5 separate regions of the Mus musculus genome follow, and regions 1, 2, 3 and 5 are each linked to region 4. Evidence: chromatin contacts called from public HiChIP or PLAC-seq and Micro-C data. All regions are on one chromosome and are shown on one strand. Each heading gives the region's core, a stretch centred on a gene start, on an enhancer-like site or on the middle of the called end of the contact. The rest is flanking DNA. Distances are from core to core; before and after follow the strand shown.

What was found. A called contact is a pair of places that touch in the nucleus more often than the background predicts. HiChIP or PLAC-seq counts read pairs in DNA pulled down with a chosen protein or histone mark.
Region 1: a contact with region 4 is called in an H3K27ac HiChIP or PLAC-seq map of microglia, with 7 times the contacts expected there. The contact joins the promoter of Pstpip1 here to the promoter of Isl2 in region 4. A contact is called at or near these places in 3 of 39 promoter capture datasets (embryonic stem cells, liver and stem cell-derived epiblast-like cells), 1 of 484 Hi-C or Micro-C datasets (embryonic stem cells) and 6 of 115 datasets of contacts at active chromatin or transcription factors (craniofacial prominence, embryonic stem cells, memory CD8 T cells and 3 more).
Region 2: a Micro-C map of embryonic stem cells shows a contact between it and region 4, with 5 times the contacts expected there. The contact joins the promoter of Crabp1 here to the promoter of Isl2 in region 4. A contact is called at or near these places in 3 of 484 Hi-C or Micro-C datasets (all in embryonic stem cells) and 1 of 115 datasets of contacts at active chromatin or transcription factors (embryonic stem cells).
Region 3: a contact with region 4 is called in an H3K27ac HiChIP or PLAC-seq map of embryonic stem cells, with 5 times the contacts expected there. The contact joins the enhancer-like site here to the promoter of Isl2 in region 4. A contact is called at or near these places in 6 of 39 promoter capture datasets (the 3T3-L1 cell line, cranial neural crest, embryonic stem cells and 3 more), 4 of 115 datasets of contacts at active chromatin or transcription factors (embryonic stem cells, extraembryonic endoderm stem cells and stem cell-derived neural progenitor cells) and 1 of 9 other capture datasets (macrophages).
Region 5: a contact with region 4 is called in an H3K4me3 HiChIP or PLAC-seq map of embryonic stem cells, with 4 times the contacts expected there. The contact joins the promoter of Dnaja4 here to the promoter of Isl2 in region 4. A contact is called at or near these places in 1 of 39 promoter capture datasets (erythroid cells) and 1 of 115 datasets of contacts at active chromatin or transcription factors (embryonic stem cells).

Annotation. Positions count from the first base shown.
Region 1 is chr9:56,088,186-56,092,826 of GRCm38.p6, forward strand. It overlaps Pstpip1 (proline-serine-threonine phosphatase-interacting protein 1), which reads left to right and starts at 1,791. Exons shown (of 15, transcript NM_011193.3): 1 at 1,791-2,259. The coding sequence starts at 2,224.
Region 2 is chr9:54,763,360-54,768,116 of GRCm38.p6, forward strand. It overlaps Crabp1 (cellular retinoic acid binding protein I), which reads left to right and starts at 1,389. Exons shown (of 4, transcript NM_013496.3): 1 at 1,389-1,612; 2 at 2,124-2,302. The coding sequence starts at 1,543.
Region 3 is chr9:56,069,810-56,074,521 of GRCm38.p6, forward strand. No RefSeq gene overlaps it. Among named protein-coding and RNA genes, the nearest start is that of Pstpip1, 18 kb to the right of the region's middle. Within about 2 kb of position 3,097, at least 11 of the 459 cell types and tissues checked have an H3K27ac peak or open chromatin away from gene starts, as enhancers often do. A contact at or near this core is called in embryonic stem cells, where this site is marked.
Region 4 is chr9:55,538,699-55,543,122 of GRCm38.p6, forward strand. It overlaps Isl2 (insulin related protein 2 (islet 2)), which reads left to right and starts at 2,451. Exons shown (of 6, transcript NM_027397.3): 1 at 2,451-2,640; 2 at 3,402-3,591; 3 at 3,699-3,961. The coding sequence starts at 2,583.
Region 5 is chr9:54,697,594-54,701,964 of GRCm38.p6, forward strand. It overlaps Dnaja4 (DnaJ heat shock protein family (Hsp40) member A4), which reads left to right and starts at 1,966. Exons shown (of 7, transcript NM_021422.4): 1 at 1,966-2,267. The coding sequence starts at 2,136. Gm46113 (a long non-coding RNA gene) reads right to left here and starts at 1,127. Exons shown (of 2, transcript XR_001779175.2): 1 at 192-1,127.

The DNA of each region.
Region 1 (4,641 bases), core at 541-3,040, 550 kb after region 4:
GGTAGCACCATCCAGGCCTCTAACCGTCCTTGCAACTCTCTCCCCACCCCCTCTTCATTTACCTCCTTCTCATCACAACACTGTCTTCTGGTTCCACTCAATAAGGAGAGATCTTTCTGGAACTTGCCTGTAATTCCATTAGGGTAGAAACCAGATCTGCCTCCTCTCCTGGCAGACCTGTCACCAGCATTCTTTGTGGCTCTAAGCTGAGGAGGGGGGGGTCTCATGGTCACTGTAACTTTCTCCAGCATCTATGACAGCCCCAAGGGTCTGCTGTGATGGTGATGATGCTGAAGTACCATCTATTCTTAGCCAATGAGATACCAGGGAAGATCTCCCAAGAGGCTGACGAACAGGACTTTGGAGAAGACAACTTGGGTTTTCCCTTTCTTCTTTTGATGTGGCTGCATCTGGAGGTGTAGACTCTGGGGGTGGGGTGGGGGCTGGACTCACCCAGCAGACTGAAGGGAAGAGATTCCTGGAGAGGTCAGCAGGGACCCCAGCTTGGGCTTTTCCTGTCAGTTAAAACAAGGCTCCTGGTAACAAAGGACTCTGGTCTGCTTTCTGATTTCAAGGTTTCATCCCATTTTACAGATGGAGATGTTGAGTTGGCCAATCTGTAACAATAAAAGTAGCTTCAGCAGAGGGCCTGTAGGGTTAAGGTAACTTACACCACGTGGTTATGAGTGACTGGTGTTCTTCTAAAGGATCAGAGTTCGATTCCTAGCACCTACATTAGGCAGCTCCAAAGGATTGGATGCCCTCCTCTAGCCTCTACAGGCATCTGTACATACCTAGCACACACACATATCACGCAAATAAAAATTAGAAATGAATCTCTTTTTAAAAGATGCTCATTAGCTCAAGCCCCGGGATTCTAGAGAGAAGGGCTTCCAGCAGCAGGCCTGCTGTGCTTCTTCTTGGGGGTGTTTAGGGAAGCCTGGGTGTGCCTCTCTTTAAGCCCTGGCACGTGTAACCCACACTTGGGAACTCAGCTGTCTGATCAACCCAGTTGGTCCTAAGGTAAGCCTCGGTAAGGGTGGTGATTTGTGGACAGTCTCTGACTCATTCTTTTCACCAGCCCACCCCGGGCTCAGGACTCCAGAGGCCTCTTCTGCTGAGTGGGCAAACCCTGTCTGGAAAGGGTTCCCCAGGACCTGCTTGCCCTACAAAGAGAAATTCCAGAGGCATTCTTGATACGAAACACTTTCCCAGAGACTGGAAGTGACAGATGGGGAGGCTGAGGCTCTGAGTTAGGTCAATCAAGGTCCGTCCACTAGTGAAGGGCAGAATCCAAACTAAACAAAAGCTGAGCCTGAGTCTCCAGACTCCTGTCTCCCTCTATCACAGTTATGAACTGAAGATGGAATGGGTGAAGATTTGCACGGGGTCAAGGACCCGTGCCTCATCACACTGAGGTCCCTTAGCTAGTTACCTTCTCAAAACAAGTCTCCACTCTCATAGCCCCGGGACCAGGACCGCAATTGAGTCCGCCCCGTGCTGTGAGCAACTTGAGGGTAGGACCTAGTCTAGGGCATGAACTGCTAAAGTTGGAATGAATGGTGGACGTCCTTTTCCGGGGTGAGACCCTAAGAACCTAACCTCTTGGGGCCGGCGAGAGTAACAGTCATGAGATTCCTAACTTGTTAGTTCTAAAGCTAAACTGGGCCAGGACTTGAGCAGGCAGCAGGGTGGCAGGTGGCAGGCGGGGCTGGGGCTGTGCAGGAGAAACTCAGCAGCTCAACTTCCTGTGGGTTAGAGCCCTGCGCCTGCCCTGGGGGAGGTTGCACAAACCTTCCTGTGCCGGCCTCAGGCTGCCTGCCTGCCTGCCTGGCCTGTGCACATCCTTCCTCTCTCCCAGCCTCTGCCTGCCACCTGGGCTGCCTGCCCTGGGCCTCAGCCTGCGTCCTCCTCCATCAGTGGGGCTGGCGAGAGCCTAGGCTGGAAATCGTGGCCCACCCTTCCATCACTGGGCAGGGCTCCTTCCTCATTTCGCTGCTGATTCTAGCCCCAAACAAAACAGGTTGAGCCTTTTTCCTCCTCCGGCAGTTGCCTCTGGCTTGTGGCTGCCTTCTGAGCGTTTCAGACGGCGCCGGCTGGGAGTGGGAGGGAGGGCCTGGGCTAGCCGCGCTGGGACTGGGACGTGCTCCTGGCTCCTGGCCCATGTTCAGCCCTGCTTGAAGCAGGAGTGCTAGCATTTGACACAACAGACGCCCTTGGAGGATGATGGCCCAGCTGCAGTTCCGAGATGCCTTCTGGGTGAGTGGAGTCGACTGGGGGCGGTGAGCTTGCCGAACAGGTCCAGCCAGGCAGGAATCACCTTGGAGACTGACATAGGGGTACAGTTTCCCCATAAAAATTGTGCCTTGACTTTGGTCTTAATTATCATGGAGGTGGCCTGGGCCACAGTCTCTACTGACATGAAAGGCAAAAGAGGGGCCCTGGCTAAGATAATGAATTTCTCTCACAGACATCACCCCCACAGCCAGAGGGATGGCCTCAGGCTGTTTCTCCTCAGGGGCATGCTGCCCCAGCGGCAGAGCTCACCAGGACAGCCTAATGGAGGATTTGAGGAGGATACATAGGGAGGAGTGTACAAGGGAGAAGTCAGCAGCCCAGACACCAGACCAACTTTAGTTTGGTTCGGGTCTCAGCTTTGTAAGGGCTGGGTCGGTTGCTGTTTCTCTCTGGGCCTCAGTTTCTACATCTGTATAATGGAGATAAGTACAGATATTTGACAACTGAAGGTGATCCAATGCAGTAAAGCCCTGGTGCCTTGCCAGAGTTAAAACTCTTTCACCCAGTCTCTGATCTCTGCATACCTCAGGTTCATGAACAAGGCAGCTGGGCTAGGCAACTTCCTGCCTGCTGTTTCAAATTCAGGGCAGGTGTAAAACAAATCTTTTTGCCGGTGAGATGAGGAAACCTAGCCAGGAGGGCAGTAGAGGCCACAGCGCTTGCCCAGCTCTCCTGCTTTTCCACTTTTCCCTCAGCTTCCCCTAGTCTCCTCCACCCCTGACTGTCCCTTGGAGACACAAGGCTGAGACCTTTTGGTTAAAGCTGGGGATGTCTTTCTCCTGAGGATAACTCTCCAACACCACAGGGGACTCTCAGGACCTTTTACTCACCCAGGGCCCACTCCTAAGGTCAAAGCCAGGAGGATGAGGGTTAGTAAGCCACCTTCCTTCCTCTCTGCCAGCTTTGCTTGGGGTCTGTGCTAAAGTATGAGTGGCCTTCCTCCCTTGAAACTGACTTCACAGAGGACAGAGGGCCTTGCCTGGAGAGGGCACCTTGTACCTGTCTGGGCCTCAGTTTTCCTGTGTTTACAGAGAAGAGTGTAGGACCAGTCCAGAGCTGCAGATGAAAGCAGCTGCTTTGGCCATCTCATTCACCGGGGTGCTCATTGCTCAAGGTGAATCCAATCGCTGCTCTGACTTAGAAACCTGCAACCCAGGAAGGCCAGAAACCCTGGTCCATTTTATCCCTAGTGTCTCAATCCCAATCCCAAATGTCTGGCCTCAACTTCCCCAGATCAAAGCCAAGAAAAGCAGCAGCCCAGTGGCAGGGACCAGGCAAAAGGATGACATATAAGACATCAGGGCGTGGTGGCAGCAGTAGGACCCAGCTTCCCCGGGGCTGCTTCCTAGGTAATGTCTCGCCATGCCCTGTACTGGCTACACCTCTGGACTGCTGCTGGCATCCTGGGCTTCTCTTCACAGTGGCTCCCAGGGCCTTGGTTAGGAGAAGCTTCCCAGGGAAGGCAGAGCAGAGACAAGGAGGAAGTGGACAGTGGGACCCATTCAACTGCCTTTGAATCCTGCAGCCTGGCAGTAAATAGTCTTAGGCCTAGAGCGGTGGCAAATGCCTGCAATCTCAGCTTAGGCAGAGAGAAGAGAGCCAAAGTAAGTTGAAATAAAGCAGGCCTTGTCTGCATGGTAAGAGCTTGTCTCAAGTGACAGGGAGAGGCAGTGGGTGTAGTTATGGAGAAAGGAAGAAAAGGAAAGGATATCCAGTCTTTTCTTTTTTAATGAAATTTTATTTATTTTTATTTTATGTATTTGGGTATTTTGCCTGCATGTGTCTGTGCACTGTGTGCATGCAATGCCTGTGGAGGCCAGAAGAGGGCGTCATATCCTCTAGAACTGTAGGTACAGATGGTGGTGAGCCACCACGTTATGGGAGGAATTAAACCCAGGTCCTCTGGAAGAGCAGCTAATGTTCTTAACTGTTAAGCCATCTCTCTAGCCCCAACATCTAGTTTTTAAATAGTAGAAGGAAACCTCTGAGCTGGATGGAACAGATCATTTATCTGGCAACTTTGTCTATCCTGAACACAGGTGGGAACCAGCCAGATTTCTAACATCAGTTCATAAGCAGGAGGGAAACAAAGGTGTCCTGGAACTAAAGACTCCGTTACTAAGAGCTATCCCCAGAGCTCATTCATATGCTTATAGGAGATACCCGAGAGCCGCGTGTTGTGAGCATGTGTGTGTGTAAGGATTTGTGTAAGTGTGGACATGGATGTGTGCCATGGTGTGTGTAGATCAGAGGGTGGCTCCTGGGTGAGACTCCCTTTCGCTTGTTTTGAGACAGGGTCTTCTGTTTGCTTCTGTGTGCACTTGGCTATCTATCGGCGCTTGA
Region 2 (4,757 bases), core at 139-2,638, 780 kb before region 4:
GCCCATGATGGCCCCTCTCCACTCTCTTGTCTTCATCTGTCTTAGATGGCTTCTCAGGGCCCCTGGGCAGAAGACCAATTGCAGTCCCTTCTAGAAGTACAGAGGCCCTCTTCTGTTAGCAGCATTCAGCATGAACCAACCCCAGGTCCTCGGGGAATCCTCACCCCACAATCACCTCTAGGCTTCAGAACATCTGCATCTTTTGAGAATCGATTCACTTCTGAGCCCCACCTGGCTGAGCCTGAGGAAATGAGGGTGCATTGATCAACTTTGATCGCTGAGCTCTAAATGGCCTATTTTCACAGGGAAGACTGGACCAGAAGGAATCCTGTCAATTCCGAGGAAAGTAATCTGCTTAGGACCTAAACAGAATTTTACAACACCTGTGTCATGAGGAGTGGGCAAGCTTTTTTTTTTTTCAGCCCATGAAGGAAAAGTGACCTTTGGGGACCTCGAGCAGCATGGTCAACGGCTGATATGGAGCCACCCGTGGCAGGTTCTAAGATCCTGAATTGGGCAGTTTGGCTGAGGTGTAGCAATGGTGAAACAGTGGAAAGAGGCTGCAAGGAAATGTTGAGGTCTGAAAGCTGGTAAGGCACAGGGACCTGTGTGTACACTCCTTAGTGGAGACTCTGGGCTCTGGCGTTGATTTTCAGATCTGTTAGAGCAAAGGCAGGAGCTAGGCTTTCTTGCTAGGCCTTCCCAGTAGGACTGCAGAGCTCAAACCCGCAATTTTACAAAATAAGCTGCCGCATTTCCCTGCATTTTGCTTGTTCCGTCCCTTAGGCAACAACAAAGGGACGGTGTTGGTCTGGGCTCCCTTCTAACTTAAGCAGAAAACCTGCATGAGAGGCTTGGTTTCCAGCACCCGTTTGAACCTGCCTTGGTACCTCCGTGCCTCCATGCCCGGGATAAGCAAGGGTAGGGGCTGGGCCTTTCCCGCCACTCTAATTGGTCCTCCATATGCTAACTGAAAAGCCGAACAGAGCAAATTCGACCGGCTAGTGGCAGCCAGAAAGTATGGGTGGAAAGAAAGTGGCTTCCATGCCTATGGCCTTACTACTAACAGATATTTTCAAACATAGGCAAAAGTAGAGAAAGAATGTCGCGTTCCCCTGAATCCCCACTACCTAGCTAGCCTCATGTATCTCCTCCAGGCCGACCTAGCTTCATTAAACCCTCTCCTACCACCCAGTTTAAAACAGAATGTGGGCGGCGTGGTGGAGGAGGCACCAGGGGAGAGCAAGTTCCAAGTTGCATCACTAGTGGCTGAGAAGATGAGGAATGGTGAGGGGCGCCTTAGGGCGGGGAGTCGGGCTCACCCCTCGTGGGCCACCCCCCGCCCCTCGTGCACGCAGGGCAGGGGCGGGACTTGAGGGCGGGGCCCCAGAAGGGGGGGGGCGCTACCCTAGCGACTCAAGGCGCTTGCGGCTGGGCGCAGAACGCCAGTCTCTCTGCAACGCAGCGTGCGACCGCTCCGCAGCAGAGGTGGGTGCCTGCCCCTGCCTTCGCGCCGCCGCTACAGCCAACACCACTGCCACCATGCCCAACTTCGCCGGTACCTGGAAGATGCGCAGCAGCGAGAATTTCGACGAGCTCCTCAAGGCGTTGGGTAAGCTGGTACAGAGAGTATGTCCGGTCTGTTAGAAGCAGCTGCGAGGCGCCCGGGTCCCAGAGAGGGTGGCCTGGGTAGGTTCAGGCAGGAGGGAGTCAACGGAGTGATGAATCTCTGTTTCCTTTGAGGTTCCCCCACCCCCCAAACCCAGGTCGCAGAGGAGAGCGGGCTCCAGCCCCAGGGAGTTCAACTAACGTTTGCTGGACATTTGGCGCCTTTCTCGACGGTCCCATCTTTATCTCGTGCTAGATCACAGTGAAGAGCAGGGACTTTAAACTGGGGCTTTTAAAAGACCAGATCTTGCCATGAAAGCCCTGGGTAACTCAGGAAAGCCGCTTGCCGACTTTAAGCCTCGGGTTTTCTTCTCTAAAACCCAAGGGAGGAAAGAGACAAGTGGGACTAATTTAAGAGCCCCGTCTAAAGCCAGAGGATTTGGGAAGTGCCAAACAGGTCTGGGGGAGACCAGTGGGTGAGGACCAGAGACCCGAATCTATGCTTCCTTGCGCAGGTGTGAACGCCATGCTGAGGAAGGTGGCCGTGGCGGCTGCGTCTAAGCCGCACGTGGAGATCCGCCAAGACGGGGATCAGTTCTACATCAAGACATCCACTACTGTGCGCACCACGGAGATCAACTTCAAGGTCGGAGAGGGCTTCGAGGAGGAGACAGTGGACGGACGCAAATGCAGGGTGAGGCTCCAGAGACCGCACCTCCTTCCCGGGTACCCCCCCATTAAAACCCTTGACCCGCTGCAGGGTGTGTCACGGGAAGTTTGTGTGACCTGATGGTCCTGGGCTCAGGAGAAAGCCCTACCCGAGGTTCCCCTCATACTATCTATCACCCGGGCGCCAAAAGGCGCGCGCGCGCGCTTTGAACTCTGGGTGGGTGTGTGGTCCTGGTTAGTGCCTCGCTAGCGGCGCCTTCAGCGCTAGCTCTGGCTGCATAGGTAGAGAGGTTCCTGGGACCGCTGCTGCCTCCTGTTCTGCGCAGCTGCCTACTTACCTGTCATAGGTGAAGTGGCTGATTTAGCATCCCGCCCCCTGGGTCCTTGGACTGTAGGGCAAGGATTCGGATCCAGTTGCACAGCCCGGATCCCCCCCCCCTCCGTCCCCGCCGCGCGCGCGCGCGCGCGCATGCACACACACCCCGGACCCCGCACCCATCACCTCTTCCTGCCCTTCCGTGTTCAACCGAGGTCTTTAAGGGAATGGTGAGATTCTTCCAAAAGTAAAAGAAGCAACGCATGTTCTAGTTCAGACAATGTACTAAATGTCCTTTCTAAGTCCTCAAGGACTTAGAACAGACAGAAAGAGGTGGGTAGGGAGAGAGGGGAGGGAAGAGAAGGAGGGAGAGAGAGAGGAGGGAGGTGGGAGGGAGAGGAGAGAGGAGAGAAGGGGAGAGAGAGGGAGGGAGGGAGAGAGAGGAGAGAAAGGGAGAGAGAGAGAGAGAGAGAGAGAGAGAGAGAGAGAGAGAGAGAGATTGATTTATGAGAAATTGGGGCTTGCTATGCAGCCCTGACTAGGGTAGCCTGCAGTTTCCACGTAAACCTGGTGATCTCCGAATACTCCATCATAATCCGCTGGAGTTCTAGGATTACCGGCATCCACCACTATATCTAACAACCAAGAGAAGAGTTTTGTTGTTTGCTTGTTTTGTTTTGTTTTTGTTTTTGTTTAGTTTAGTTTTGTTCTCCTGAGACATGACCCAAAGACTGAGTATCTGTAACACTTGCCGTGCTATCTCATTTTTTAAAAATGTCCCCTTTCTCTGTCATGGGTTTTGTGGTTGTTGTTTTGTGCATTTTGTTGTCTTGTTTGGTTGGTTGTTTGAGACAGGATCTCACTCTATAGCCCAGGCCGGGTCCGAGTTGCCTGAATTCTCCTCTGTCCTCCAAGAGCTCGCTAGTTGAATCAGAGTCTTCATATCCAGCTTCACAGAGTCAACATCGCCAGCTTTCCCAATGTTCTAACATATTTACAAGTGAAGCCAAATATTGTGGCACAGTCCCTTAATCCCAGCACTCCAAAGCAGAGACAGACAGATCTCTGTGAGCTCAAAGACAGCCATACCCAAAGAGTGGAAAATTTTGGTTTTTGTAATGTAACAATATTCTAAAGAATGCAAAATTATTTCTTTTCTCTTTCCTTAGCCCATACCTGTCTGATCCAATTGTGACTCTGTTTGGAAGGACAGAGAGACACAGCCCTAGTTACAGGCTCACTCATAAGACAATCTTTGCCCATCAAATTTGATCCCTGCTTGAAGCCAGTGAAACCTGAGGTTCAAGTCACCACATTGTTTGAAAAACAACAACAACAACAACAAAACCAAAATAACAACCAGTGAAAAGGACATGGCTGGCACACAGCCCAGTGGTGGAACATGTGCTTAGCATGTACCTAGCATGTGGTGGGCCCTGGGTTCCATCGTCAGCATCAGAGGAGGGAAAAAGAAAAAAAAAAAAAAAAAGAATAGAGTGGAGAAGGAAGGGTGTCTACTGGAGAAGTTGGCTTGACCAGAGGCAGGGCTCAATTTGGAGCCATCTAACCCTGTCGACTGCCAGAGAGGGCAATTCTGATTTAAGAACAACAAAAGAATCATGTAACACCCTGGAGAGAGTGGGGCTTAAAAATTCCCATCCCTTCCCCCACTCCCTGTCTAATGAAGGAGTCCCATGTGTTAGTTAAAAAGTGATTATGCGTACATTCAGCGCCACCCAGCCCAGCTGTATCTTACTGTGCTGTGGGCAGACACTGGGAAAGCTATCGGGACACTCCCTTTTGCCTGGTCACCTCCAACCCCTTGAAGAGACTTCACCTTGGCTTGATTTAAAAAAAAAAAAAAAAAAAAAAAGTTTCTAGAAAGATGTAACCGGAAAGTGGGAACATCTTTATCCACAGAGACAGACACCCCGATTTACTAGAGCAGGCTGTGTGCTATTCTGATGAGGAATTCTGGAGAAAGGAAGGTGTTAGTCCAGAAACTGGCCATGGGCCCACCTTCTCGTCTGCAGGCCACCAGAGCCAATGCAAACGTACCGTCTCAACGGTTGTAACATTCTATGATTCTACCTGAAGTCCAAATTGTTTGGAGAGGTTCACGGTGTTGATAGAAGTGAATCATTGTGTGCTCTGAATTTTATTC
Region 3 (4,712 bases), core at 1,847-4,346, 530 kb after region 4:
GGGTAATAAAAAAATATAAAAATTAAAAAAGATGAAGCTTGAATGGCCAAAACATTATACGAAAGCAAGCTCTGGAACCCGCTGACTACACCTATGTTCAAACCTCAGTAGGCCTGTGGCTGTTTCTCTTAAAGTTTAACATTAAACATGCAGTTCTCATTAAAGCCCTTCTCAGTTCTGGAGCTGATGGTAGTTTGAAGACATTGGCTTTTCACGATTCAGCAAAACCACTTTCTACACAAAGGGGGCAAGCCTTGGGTAGGGCGGGGCAAACCTTAGGTAGGGCGGGGCAAGCCTTGGGTAGGGCTGCAAGGTGAAATGAACTAGTAGAGCTTGCCAGAAATGAAGCTGCCTTTTTTTTTCTCCACATACACTGGCCACCAATTGACAGCTCAGGCTCTTTGTGCTAAATTGCTTTTCCCCTGAGTCCAGGAAATTTCACAGTTACTTGTTAGTCTTTGATACTTAGGTGGTGTTAACTGTTTTAAAGCCTTACAGATTCTAACACTCCTTTGCCCTGAGAACAGCCCAGCTCCCTCCTCTGGTTACCAAACTTGGTTTCTCCTTCTCACTAGCCTGCTTCAGGTCGCAACAGGTAGTGGTGGTTGTTGTTTTAAAGTAATCCAAATCCTGCAGCTCCAGGGAATCTTGTTTCTTAGGATCTTGCAGGGCCAGAGACAGGTCAACAGCAGAACACTTGCCTAGCATGTAGGGATCTGGGTTCAATCTCAAGCACTAAAATGGAAGACAAAGAGAGGTGTAATTTTACATTTTTAAGTACTAAGATTGGGAGGCCTGTGAAGCACATATAGGTATTTTATTTATTTTTATTATTGGGGGGGGGGCCATTGTTGTTGTTGTTGTTGTTGTTGTTGTTGTTGTTGTTGTTTTGAGACAAAGTCTTACTATGTAGACCAGGATGACCTCAAATTCTCAGAGATCCACCTGCCTTCATCTCAGTCTACTAAATGTAAAGGCATGTGCCATCATACCCAGCCTTTTTGATGATGATGATGTTATTGTTGATTCAAGGTCTGGCACATGTATGTGTATATAAATGTATGTTGTTCTAGTCTCTGATTACTGCTACTTCTGAAAGAAATTTCCGTTTTCCTATCCATTTCTTTAGTGGCCCAAGTGAGATCCAGAGGAAAGGTTTCCTTTGCTCTTTAAAATAAACTGGCATTTTCCACACTGGAGACCACCTTTGGGGTGTGCTGTCGGTAGGCCAGTGGGCACTTGTGGGCCTAAGTAGGCTCAGGCAGCTGCAGGGCATGCAAGTTCAGCTGCACACCATTCTACTGGGCACTTGAAAACCCTTGTATTCTTTGACATCTTGCTTTGCTCTTAATCCAGCGGTTCTCAAAGTTTAATCAGTTGTAAAATCGTTAGCATCAGGAACATAAGGGAAGTGGTAGACCTGTAGACTCTTGGGCCGGCCCCTGACCTCTTGAACACCCACCACTACCACCACCTCCTGTCTTGGGCAGTCTGGGTGACTGCCATGGAAGGCCAGAAAACCAGTGTTGTTCCTTTGATGGGCCCCAGTGGAGTTCTGTCTTTAGCCTTTCTTTGCCAAAGCTTTACTGGTGAAGTCTCCTAGCCAGGCTACTATGACTCTGTCTGTAACAGCTCTGACAGGCAGGCAGAAGGCTACAGAGACCTAGGGAAGAAATCTCATGCTTTCTTGAGCCTCTTTGAATCTTCACACTTTTAAAAGTGAGGAGATCTCACAAATGGGGATGGAGGGGTAAGAGCTGCAGCCAGCCCAACACCCTTAAAAGAGAAAAACAACTGCTATTTTGAAGGGCAGCACAGCAAATTGAGGTGACGGTCATAAAACATTTTTACTTCTAAGGAAGGGAATCTCTTTAGGGCAGGTAATGGGGTGTTAAATACCAAGGGAGCAGAGGACCCCGGAATAGTAATGTGGAGACAGATGAAGTGCAGGGAGGGAGGAAGCTGCTTCTGCCTTCAGTTAGCCACAGCCCACAGGAAGAGAACCAGGAATGAGACGAAGGCAGAGAGAGAGCAGTACCTTGGCCACTAGAGATGCCCAGCAATGGATAGCATCTGAGGGGCATTGAGTCTCCATGACCTTAAATTAGAGATAGCCCAATAAAAGCAATTCTCTTTTTAAAAAACTCTTGAATCACATCTATCCATCTATCTATCTATCTATCTATCTATCTATCTATCTATCTATCTATCTATATCTATCTATCTATCTATCTATCATTTCTCTCTCATGTGGAAGTAAGAAGACAAATTGCAGGAGTTGATTCTCTCTTTCATACCAGGTGGGTCTCAGTTATTGAACTTAGTTCATCATGCTTGGCAGCAAGACCCTTTACCTGCTGAACCCTCTTGCTGGCCCAGGCAATTTTTACATTAGGCAAGGAACTGTACTAAGGTCAACATTTTGCAGTTTCAAAGCAGAACAACTCTTCTTCAGGTGAGACGGTATGCCAAGGCATCTCAACTTAAGAAACAGCAGATCCAAGGAGAGGGATGGGAATCACGGCTCTAACCACATGACCTCATCCCCAGGACACCTCTCTAGAATCTCTGAGGTGGCAACCATGGTCCCTTCTAGTGCTAGCCCCTCTGACTCTTTATTTCTCTGATGGCTTTTCAAAATTAAGCTCTGTTAACCCCTTTTCTCAGCCTTCCCCTGAGGTGCCCATCAGCTTCCTTGGGTGTGGTATCGCCAAGATGACAATGCTCAAAAGGTGCTCTACTGCAACCCCATGCCTCCCAGACCCCTGAGCAGGGATGGCACCCAGCCAAGGATCTACAGCAAGCAATGACAAATTGTTGGTAAGGTTATAGCTTTTATGTGCCCAGCTTTGGTACAGATGGAAGAAGGGGTAAAAGAGTGGGCATAGCCAAAGCCTTGCCAACAGGTGGAGTTGGTCTGGTCATGCCATGGAAAACCCACTTGAAGGTGGTTCTGTGAGCTTCCTGATGGAGCCTCAGAGAGAACAGGAGAATTGCCCCAGCTCTCAAGAAGGCGAATCTGAGACGGCTGTGGGCTGTTCTAAAGGCTGTCCAACCAGGGCCCTCCCTTCCCTGCTCAGAACTTACAGGCTCTCAGCAGAGCCTGTGGACCATGCAGTCTTTCTCCTGCCCCTGTGACCACTCTAAACATCTTTAAGCTGAGAATGTTCCTTTCCTCTTTGAGAGAAAAACAAAAACATTGAAGTTGTGGAGATCTGCCTGTTTCCCATTACAAAAGGCCCTGCAATTAATTGCATATTGTATTTCAGTCTGAAACTATTTGGATGTAAATCCTAAACAAGTGTGTCACTCCACAGAGGAAACTCCCTCAGGCCCAAATAGCACTTATCCGCAGCTCCAGATCATTCTAAGGATAAAGTCCAGACAGCATCCTCCTCAGTCTGGCTTATCTGTCTGCCAGAAGGTCAATCGATGGGTTAATCAAACAAACAAAAAGACAAGCTCAAGCAGGAAAAGTACTAAACAGCACTAAAAAAAAAAGAAGAAAGTCTGTCTTCATAGATGACAAATTCTTACAAAAGAAAAAGTGTGTCTGACTTGTAAAAGTTTATATTGAAAACAGATAGGAATGGAAGGATAACCCAGCAAGATGCCACTACAGTAGAAAGAAGGGGAGAGATGGTGGAAGAGATGAAAAAGAAACTGAGGGCTGGAGAAATGGTAACTATTAGCATTTTGTCTAAGCTCCGCCCCACAGTTACTTTGCAACAGTTAGCTCCGCCTCACAGTTATGTATGCCTGACTCTCTATAAAAGGGGCTGCTTGCAGGGCGGTGGTGGTGCACACCTTTAATCCCAGCACTTGGGAGGCAGATACAGTCGGATTTCTGAGTTCAAGGCCAGCCTGGTCTACAAAGTGAGTTCCAGGACAGCCAGGGCTCTACAGAAAAACCCTGTCTCAAAAAACCCAAAAAAAAAAAAAAAAAAAAAAAAAAAAAGGGAGGGGGCTGCTTGCTACCTCAGTGCTCTCTCTTGCTCTTGCCTTCTTGGTCCCTCTCTGTTCCCTCACCCTTTCCCCCCCCTCCCCATCCCCCTCCCTCCTATCTCTCCTCCAGCTCATGGCTGGCCTCTACTCCTCCACTCCTCTTCTCTACTCTCCGCCCTCTGCCTTTCTCTGTCTCTACTACCCTCTCAACTCCCCTCCCCATACCCTAAATAAACTCTATTCTATACTGTATCAGTCATGTGGCTGATCCCTCAGGGGGAAGGGATGCCTCAGCATGGGCTCTTGGAGACACTCCCTTCCCCCACACCTCACTACACATCCACCAAACTTTTTATAAACACATCGGTAACAGCTAGGCTCATAAACAAAAATATAACATAAATTTATCTGGACTAAGTTTGAACACGTATAGTTTTGTACATTTGACATTGGAACCAAGTTAATTATTTCCTGTAAATAAAAATTTAAATTAAATTAGAAAGTGTTGATACCACTAGGCTGAAGAGATAGCTCAGTGGTTAAGAACACTGTCTGCTCCTCCAGAGGATGGAAGTTCAATTCCCAGCACCACACGGTGGCTCACAACTGTCTGTTAGCCCAGTACCAGGGGTCTGGAACCCTACTCGGGCACTGCACATAGATACACACAGGTAAAACACTCCTAGATATAAAATAAAAATAAATCTTTTAATACCACTAAAATATCTCAAATGTATATGAGTCTTTAAAACTTGCTAATCGAAGGA
Region 4 (4,424 bases), core at 1,201-3,700:
AGGGCTCTCAAGCCATGGCCACCGCTCCCAGCAAGGGCAAGAAAGGAGGGGCCACTGCCAAGAGTGTGGAGAGCAGAGAGCCCTGCTTCCTCTCAAAGGGGACATTTTAGGAGGAGAAGCAAGGCTGGACCACGTGTATCACTTATGCCCCTCTCATGCCAGCACTGGACTCCTGGGGTGACTGGGACCCCGGAGACCCATGCTCAGGGACCTGGAAAATGGTTTTACAGCGGCAGAGAAATGGAGGTGAGTGCCCCTCCCCTATCCTTAGCAAATTCTCAAGAACTCAGTTTCTGGTTAGGAGGGGCTTTCTCTAGGTAGGAGAGGGTTAAAGGTTGAGCCTAGGACTCCTGCGGAGATAGACTGCCATTACCTAGGAGGTTTGCAGGATCTAGAGGTAATGGGAGCCAGGTCTAGCCCAAGATAGCCTTGGGGTGGAGGGTGAGGTGACAAGTATCCCCCAGTACCTGGAGCAGGCACAGTGCAGAGCCCACTCACTGGCTTCAACAATAAATCCAAGTCCACACCTAGGGCAGGCAAAGCAAGCACATTCACAAATAAATAAATCATTGCCCAACAGGCAAGAGATGTGCTTAGTCCTCACTTCCAGCAAGGCCCCACACAGATACCTTTCCAGAAAAGGCACACTCCCAAGTGTATAGGGTCCCAACAGAGAGAACCACTATGGTTACTGTAGATACCAGACACTGAGCACGATGAGGTAGGATTCTAAGGCTTTCCCTGCGATTAGTTTAATTTTTTTTAACAAAGCAAAGACAGCTGTTCTAAGTACAACCCATTTCACAGATGAGGAAAAGTGAGGGAGGAAGAAGAAATGAAACACCCAAAGTCACAGAGACCAGCGCTGATGCAGGACCCTTTACTTCATGGTTTGTGGTTTACCAGCAGAGATACAGTCATGCAAACTTAACCAGCCCCAGAGCCAGAGCGGCTGGGGCGCTAGTAGGAAAGATGGGGAAGGGTCGGCCTGTTGTCAAGCGGGTTGTAGGCTGTGGCAAAACTCTGGGTCCAGAGAACACTAGCGCTCTAAAGGTGGAGGCGGGGTCAAAAGCTACAGGAATCCGGCTGTGGAGCGAGGTGCCAGACTGTTTCCAGCGCTGGGGCATCTCCGAGCAGCCTTTCTAACCCCGACTTTCTGCAGAACCTGTGCCGACGCTCTTGACTGCAACCATTTCCCAGCCCAGCAGCTTCGGCTCTTAGCAGTTGGACCGCCGCGCCTGAATTAGATAGATCTCGGGCAGCGAGGCCTGCGGGATCCAAGTCCGGACATAGCTTTTGGTCGAGATACTTTATCCCAGAAGCCCACCCGCGCCCCACTTAGAGAGGTATCAAGTTTTTGGTGTCCTTTCAGAATGGGAGTGAGGGACCAACAGACCACCGTTGGATAAACACTGTTTGTACCTCATCGATTTGTCTTTCAACCCTTTGAAACAAAATTCACAACGATTTTTGTTTAAAAAAATCCCGAGTCTTAGAAATCGCAGATTTTTCTAGGATTAAAAAGCCACCGGGAAGACGGTAAATTACCCCGTGTCCCACATTTGTTTCTGATTAGTTGTGTTGTAATTGGTTTGTGTAACCCAAAATCAGAGAGTTCGTAAAAATCTTTTACTGTATGAGTGACACATCACAGCACTGTTTTTAGGCTCTATGCAGCTGAGAGGAGAAAGGAGAGGGTGGGAGTCAGCATCAATTTAACCAAAAGAGCAAAAAGTAGGAGGGAGGAAAAGTGCCTAGGCCAGGGTGGGTGGGAGGACTGTGGCTCTAAGTCTCTGGATTCCTTTTGGCTTACCCACCTGCAACATCGAGTTTTCTACAGGCGGCGCGGGTGGGAAAGTCCGCATAGAGTTTATCCAAACCCAGGTGCTCATTTCCTACCCGTTCTCCCTAACTTGGACCCCGCCGAACAAAGGCTCAGGCCCACCAGGGAGAAAGGTGGCCGGCTGGACCAGTGATGGTCCCGAAACAGCGAATCCTCTTTTCTCCCTCAAGGTCTGTCGTCCCCAGGAGGAATTTTTAATTTAAAAATTATAAAAGAAAAACACTTTTAAGGGGGAGACGACTCTCATCTATTCCCAGAAGACTATTGCCTTGCTAGGCAAACGCCCTACAAGTCCGAAGAAAGCGCGGCGCTGCGGCAGAGCCCGCGGGGTGGAGATGCGGCTTCCAAGGGATTGCGGGACCCGGGGCTGCAGAGAGGATCTAGGAAGGTTTCGGGGGAGGGGGCTGCGCTCCATTGTTCACTCCGAACCAATCAGAGCTTTCCCACTTCCTCCCAGCCAATCTCCCTGCGCCTCCGTGTCTACCCCAGCCCACCCTCCGGGTCCCCATCATCTCCCGAGCAAGCCCCAGGGCGGTGGGAGAGCTGGGTGACGCTACAGGTCCCGCCTCCAGCTCGGGCCCCGGGCGAGTGCGTGCTGACGTCATGCTGCGTGCGGGCCGGTGCGGAATCGCTCCTTCAACTCCGCGGGGCAGGAGTTAGTTAGCAAAGAGCAGAGGCTGGGCGCTCGACCCTGGTCCTTCTGTCCCCGGCCGCAAGCTTTGCTCACATCTCTCTCTGCATGGTGGATATTATTTTTCATTATCCTTTTCTGGGTGCTATGGGGGATCATTCCAAGAGTAAGTCTTTCTCTGTGTGTGGGTGTGTATGTGTGCTTGATATGCAACATTTCCAATGCAGAAGAATGTTTAGCGGATTCTACAAGTGGCTTTTATTTGACAAAATACTTGGGAGAATAAAAAAAAACAAACAAACAAGCAGTGCATTTCGCCCATAACACTGTTTATTCGTTGGAATCCTACTATTTTATTTTGCAATTAGACATTATTTCCCAAGTTGGCTGGAATGACCTCAGGCTGTGAAATTCTTTTTCTTTTCTGCTAGGACAATTAGGTTTGATTTAGAGAAATGGGTTTCTTCTCTGCCTTAGGAAGGTAGAGAGGTTTCAGTAGCTTGATCTGAGGTGTTTAAACTAAGAACTGTCGAAGAAGCTAAGAGGGGACAGGGCTGAATGCTGCGGTGTCTGCGTTGAAATAGGGAGTCGCTGTGAGCGGGAGCGGGCGGAAATCCGGGCTTGGCTGACAGTGTGGACACGGAGGCGTCCGTAGCTCCCCAGTGTCACCGTGCTGTCGTCTGCCTCCCGTTAGCTCTGTCTCTAGCTGAACCGATACTACGTCCGCGTTCAAAGACGGTGATAATGGAAATATCAGGAGATTGTGTTGTTTTCGTTTCCTACTTTCTGGATCATTCGAAAGTGGTCTCACTTTTAGAGCGGGAGATCAAGCAAGGGAGGGCGGGTTGGGTTGGGGCTGCTGCAGCGGCCAAGGCCGGCCGGGTCCTGTACCGGGCCTGACGCGGGCCCTGCGCCCTTCCCTGCTAGAGAAGCCCGGGACGGCCATGTGCGTGGGCTGCGGGAGTCAGATCCACGACCAGTTTATCCTTCGCGTGTCGCCCGACCTCGAGTGGCACGCCGCCTGCCTCAAGTGCGCGGAGTGCAGCCAGTACCTGGACGAGACGTGCACGTGCTTCGTGAGAGACGGGAAAACCTACTGCAAGCGGGACTACGTCAGGTGAGCCGGCGGGACCCGGGGTTCGGCCCCCTTGGGCTGGGGGGGACACGGCTGCGCGTCCTGGGCTCGGGTCCCTGCGCTGACGCCCGCCGCACCCGGGCCCGCAGGCTGTTCGGCATCAAGTGTGCCCAGTGCCAGGTGGGCTTCAGCAGCAGTGACCTGGTGATGCGGGCGCGGGACAGCGTGTACCACATCGAGTGCTTCCGCTGCTCCGTGTGCAGCCGCCAGCTGCTCCCTGGAGACGAGTTCTCGCTGCGGGAGCATGAGCTGCTCTGCCGAGCTGACCACGGCCTCCTGCTGGAGCGCGCTGCGGCTGGCAGCCCGCGCAGCCCCGGCCCGCTCCCCGGCGCCCGCGGCCTGCATCTGCCAGGTAAGCCTCTCTCCCGGCCCGCAGCGCTGCGCCGCGTCAGTAGGATGTACGACTGTGTAGCCGACAGCTGAGCTTCCGACGGGAAGCCGGTGTGAAAGGCTGCGTGCGCTGGGAACCCTGCTATGTGTCTGCGAGTGCGGGGGTCGGGGGGAATTGTATGTATGTGAGCGTGAGAGCCTCGGGAGTTGTGTTCTCCGTGGCCCGGACCATGTAGGATCGGGAGAGTGGAGGACCCGGAATCCTAGGTGCTGCCTGTCTGGGTTGTGTTTAGAATTCCTTTGATGAACAGGGAGAAAAGGTATCCATCCCACCCGGAGCCAAGGGAAGAAGGCCAGCGGCGCAGAAGAGGGGCCTGTGTTCTTGTTTTGATGTCCGGCTAGCATAAAGAAAGGTTCAGGGAGTTTATTGGTTAAAACCCTCCTAGGATGATAGGTGCTCTGGCCAGGAGTTGCTCAGACTGGGA
Region 5 (4,371 bases), core at 716-3,215, 840 kb before region 4:
GCACAACAGTACACACCTGTAACAACATTTGGAAGGCTAAGAACCCAAGTTTAACTAGCCAATAAACTGAGAACTCTGTTTCTAGGCTCTAACCACACCTGAGCCATCTTTCTCCCATGCCCCTCCTACCAATGCCACTGGTCCACAGAACTGAATCTGGGTAGAGCCGTGAAGCTGTGCTGTGTTCTTACCTCTAGTTCCAACACTAGACCCACTTGACAGGGGCCTGCACTCTACCTGGAAGCTCTGTAGTAACTGGGGTGTAGCCTGGAGTTTTAGAAGTTTTCAGATGAGCTAACTGCAATGCCTCCCATCTATAATCCCAGCATTTGGGAGCCTGGGGCAGGAGGATCCTAAGTTTAAGGGCAGTCAAAGCTATGTTGCAAGACCTTGTTTCAAAGGCAACAAAACGGGGGAAAAAAGAAAAGAAAAAAAAATGTTTCTAAGTGAGCAAGCCAGGTTCTTGTCAGGAGCTTTATAGCTATCATTCTCTTTGATCTTTGCAGATGTCCTGAGAGAAAGATGGGCACTTGACAGTGATCATGTCCCAGAAGTGGAGAAATAAGCCCGACGGCAGAGATTTGTGTAGAGAAGACACAGGAAAATGGAGTCACAAATTCCTGACCTCCTGTCCTGAATCTGCCCAAAAGTGACTGTTCTATAGGAGCAAGATCCAGAAAGTGGATTCTCATGTTCCCCGGAAAAGAAGCTAGCGGCTTGGCTTAATTTCTCATGGGTATTAAGTCGTTTGTATCCCTATTGCGCGCATGAAAGAGGAGCTTCAGCCACCAGATCAAAACCCAGGCCAGTGGACTCCAGGGAGCTGGCCAGGGTGGCTTCCTCTCCTGGATAAAGTGTTGCACCACGAGAAGCCTAAGTAGGCCAGAAGGGTCTGCAGTATTCTGATAGCGCTGCAGCAGCAAGTCCACACCCACATGTTTTGAGTAGTCTTAATCGTGGCATCCGTTGAAAGCAGCCTAGAGAAGTAGAAGATTGGACCGCCTGGTCTTGTAGGCTTCAGTGCCCGGTAGAGCTGCAATACTGGTTCGATGGCTCTGCCTTGGCCCATTTGTGCATTGATATGTGTGTGTATGGGGGTGGGGGTGGGGTGGGGATTCCCACTCCTGAAAAAAAAGAGAGATCACTGCTCATCCTTGAAAGACTTGGAAATAATGTCACTGTTCACAGGTGATAGACGTCATCACTGCTCACAGCTGGGAAACGTCACTCCTCACCCTTGGGGTACTTATGAGGTTTCCAGCTGTGGGCAATAGAGAGGCCAGTGTCCAAACTCAGGCCACCTAAAGGCCACTGTTCACATCTTCAAAGGCTAATGGTCACCCAGCCTTCAAGATGCCTAGGGGGAACCAGCCACCGCAGGATCTCGACGCCACCACAGAAGGCAGCCATTCACTCCAACACCCCCCAAAATGCAACAATCCAAGGCAGACCCCAGAGCACACCCCCGCAGTGACCGAACAGAAGGGGGCCACACCCCGAGGCAGAGGCCGGGTGGGGTCCGCGCGTCCGCTGACCTCCCAGTCCAAGCTCTCCTCTGCCCAGGGTTCGCGCACACGAGGCCCTCCTGCAGGCCATCGGATCCCAGAGCGACCCAACCCCGCGGACCCACGCAAGGGCAAGGGGACGGCCTCGGGGCGGCGTGACAATCGGCAGCGAACGACTTCCACCACGAAGCCCGAAACCTCCACGCCGAAGCCCCCCACCCCCGAGCACCCCAACATGGCCCGTGGCGGCAGTCAGAACTGGAGCTCCGGGGAGTCGGACGGCCAGCCAGAGGAGCAGACTTCAGAAGAGAACGGGTGAGCGCGCGCGCCCGGCCGGAGGACCGAGCCCCGGAGCCGCCGGAACCTCCGCGAACGTTCTGGGCCTATGTGGCGTCACGCCTCCTGGCGGAACCTTCCGCCGGCGCCGAATAAAAGCCGGCGGCGGAGGTACCGGCGGCTCGAGTGCGGCGGTGCCGGGAGCGCAACTGGGTCCCGGGCTCACGCTCGGGACGGAGCCCCGGGAAGCGGCCGCGACCGAGACGGTGACGCGCAGGCCGGCGTCGGGGGCACGGGCCGGGGGCGTCGGGGGCGCGCTGACCCGCTTCGTCCGCCCCACCCCGCAGAGACAAGATGGTGAAGGAGACCCAGTACTATGACATCCTGGGGGTGAAGCCCAGCGCGTCCCCGGAGGAGATCAAGAAGGCCTATCGGAAGCTGGCGCTCAAGTACCACCCGGACAAGAACCCGGATGAGGGCGAGAAGGTGCGGGGCCCCGCGGGGTGTCGGGGTTACGGGAGGACCCGGGCTGTGAATTATTGAAGGCGACGCAGAGGCTCTCTCCAGGAGCCGCGCCAGCCCGAGGGAGGCCGCGGGGCGCAGTCAGTCGGGGGCACCTAGCAAGGCTAGGTGCGGGGCGCCAGTGCCAGCAGCCATCCGCACCTTCGTTCGCTCTACAAGTGTTTCTGGAGCCCCTGCTTCCGGGCTGTGAGGACCCTGACGGGGATCCGTGCTGACCTCTGGGAGCACAGCTCTCTGAGGCAGCCCTGGCATTCCTGTGGGAGAAGACACCGGCAAACCAGAAACCCTGGCACCGGTGAACAGAAGCTATGTGCTTGTTGGGGACCCCCCCCGGCAGCGAAATATTGTGTTTCTGTTCCGCGTGTTGCATAAGCCCTAGGGATGAGTTCCTGTGATCTGACTTGTACCTTAGACAAACCCAGCGTCCCTCTTGAGAGGGACTGAGTGGATATGATCTGTGAGGGCCACCTCCTGCCTGATACAGTTTTCAGACACGGAATCATCACTTTTTTTGTCGTTATTAATCAGGGGTGCAGAAGTCTGTAACCCGACACATCTGCTTATAGTGAGAACTCCAGGTTTCCTGTGACAAATGACCCACGGTTGACCATAAGTACTGACAGATAATAGGCTGAAGTGCTCTGCAACTGGTGTCCTAATTTGAACCTTTTCCATCCTGTTTACAGAAATAAGGCATTCTTCATTTTGTTCCCAAAGCGGAAATGGCCCACCTGAATAGGAGACTCAAAGTACCAGCCATTGCAAGGAGAGTTGGCTAGCTAGTCTGTTTCACTTCTTGTCGTTTAAGAAAACAAAACAAACCCCCAAGGAAACCAAACAAAAAACCCACTTTGGCTGCCCCAGATGAATCTGGGGAGCCAGCGCCATGGTGGGAGCGCATAGCAGTCACACCTGGATCACTTTTGGAGCCGCTGATCACCCTGTCTAGCATTTAGACCTGGGGAAATGACACTCGGATCAAAATACCTGTCTGCATTAGTAATTCCAAGCTGGAGCAGGCAGACTGCTGAAGGTTGGCTGTGGCAGCAATGATAGAATATTTATATTTAGCCACATGTGCCGAATGAATGTGGCTGTCACAAGTTTAGAATGCCTCCCTGTAAAGACCATTATACCCATTTGTGTCCCTTCTCGTCTATATTTAGGTGGCTTACTGTAGCTTTTTAAGTCACCAGCTTTCTGTGTTGTGTTGGTGATTCACAGACTTGTTCAGTTCAGTTACAGATCGCTGACCTTTTTTGATATTTTTGTGTGTATGGGTATTTTGCCTGGATATATCTTTGTGTACCACATGCCTGCCTGGTGCCCTTGGAGGCCAGAAGAAGGTGTTGAATCCTCTGGAACTTAAGTTACAGATGGTTGTTACATTGGTGCTAGGAATCAAACCTTGGTCCTCTGAAAGAACAGCCATTTCTCCATCCCTCCATCTCTCCATCCTGCAGACACTTCTTTAAGGATAGCCTCAAGGCTTCTCACTTGTCTTCTGTTTCAGAAGGCAACTTGGGGGAAAGCCTTCCCCTCTGGTCTCATGTCACACCACAGTCACCAAGAGGTGGTCCCTGCTGTTTGCTTCCCATCTGAAATGAGAGTGCTTTTGCTGTGGCCAAGCTTTAAGAGCAGATTTTATTTGCCCTCTTCGCACAGCATGTAGTTCTCACCACCTACACACCTGCCTGGGCAGGTTATTTGCCCTTCTTTTAAACTAATATTTATTTCCAGCCAGGTACCCAAGGTAGTATCACATAACTAATTCTTTTATAAAGTAAGATGTGGCAGGTCCCTCTTTCTTTGCTGGGAGGAGGGCAATGTGAACCCACTGTCACAAATACACTTCCCTCCCTACTTTCCATGAAGGGGTGACCCATTTTCTCTAGTTTTTTTGTTTGTTTTTTGTTTTTTGTTTGTTTTTAAACTAAGCCATCTTGGCAGAGGTCACCCCTGACCACAGACTGCATAACTAGCCTTCAACCTTATCTTATCGTGATGACTCTTAGTGGTCTGATGCCTGTTCCACTTAAAGGCATGAATGATTCTAGCAATGCCCTAT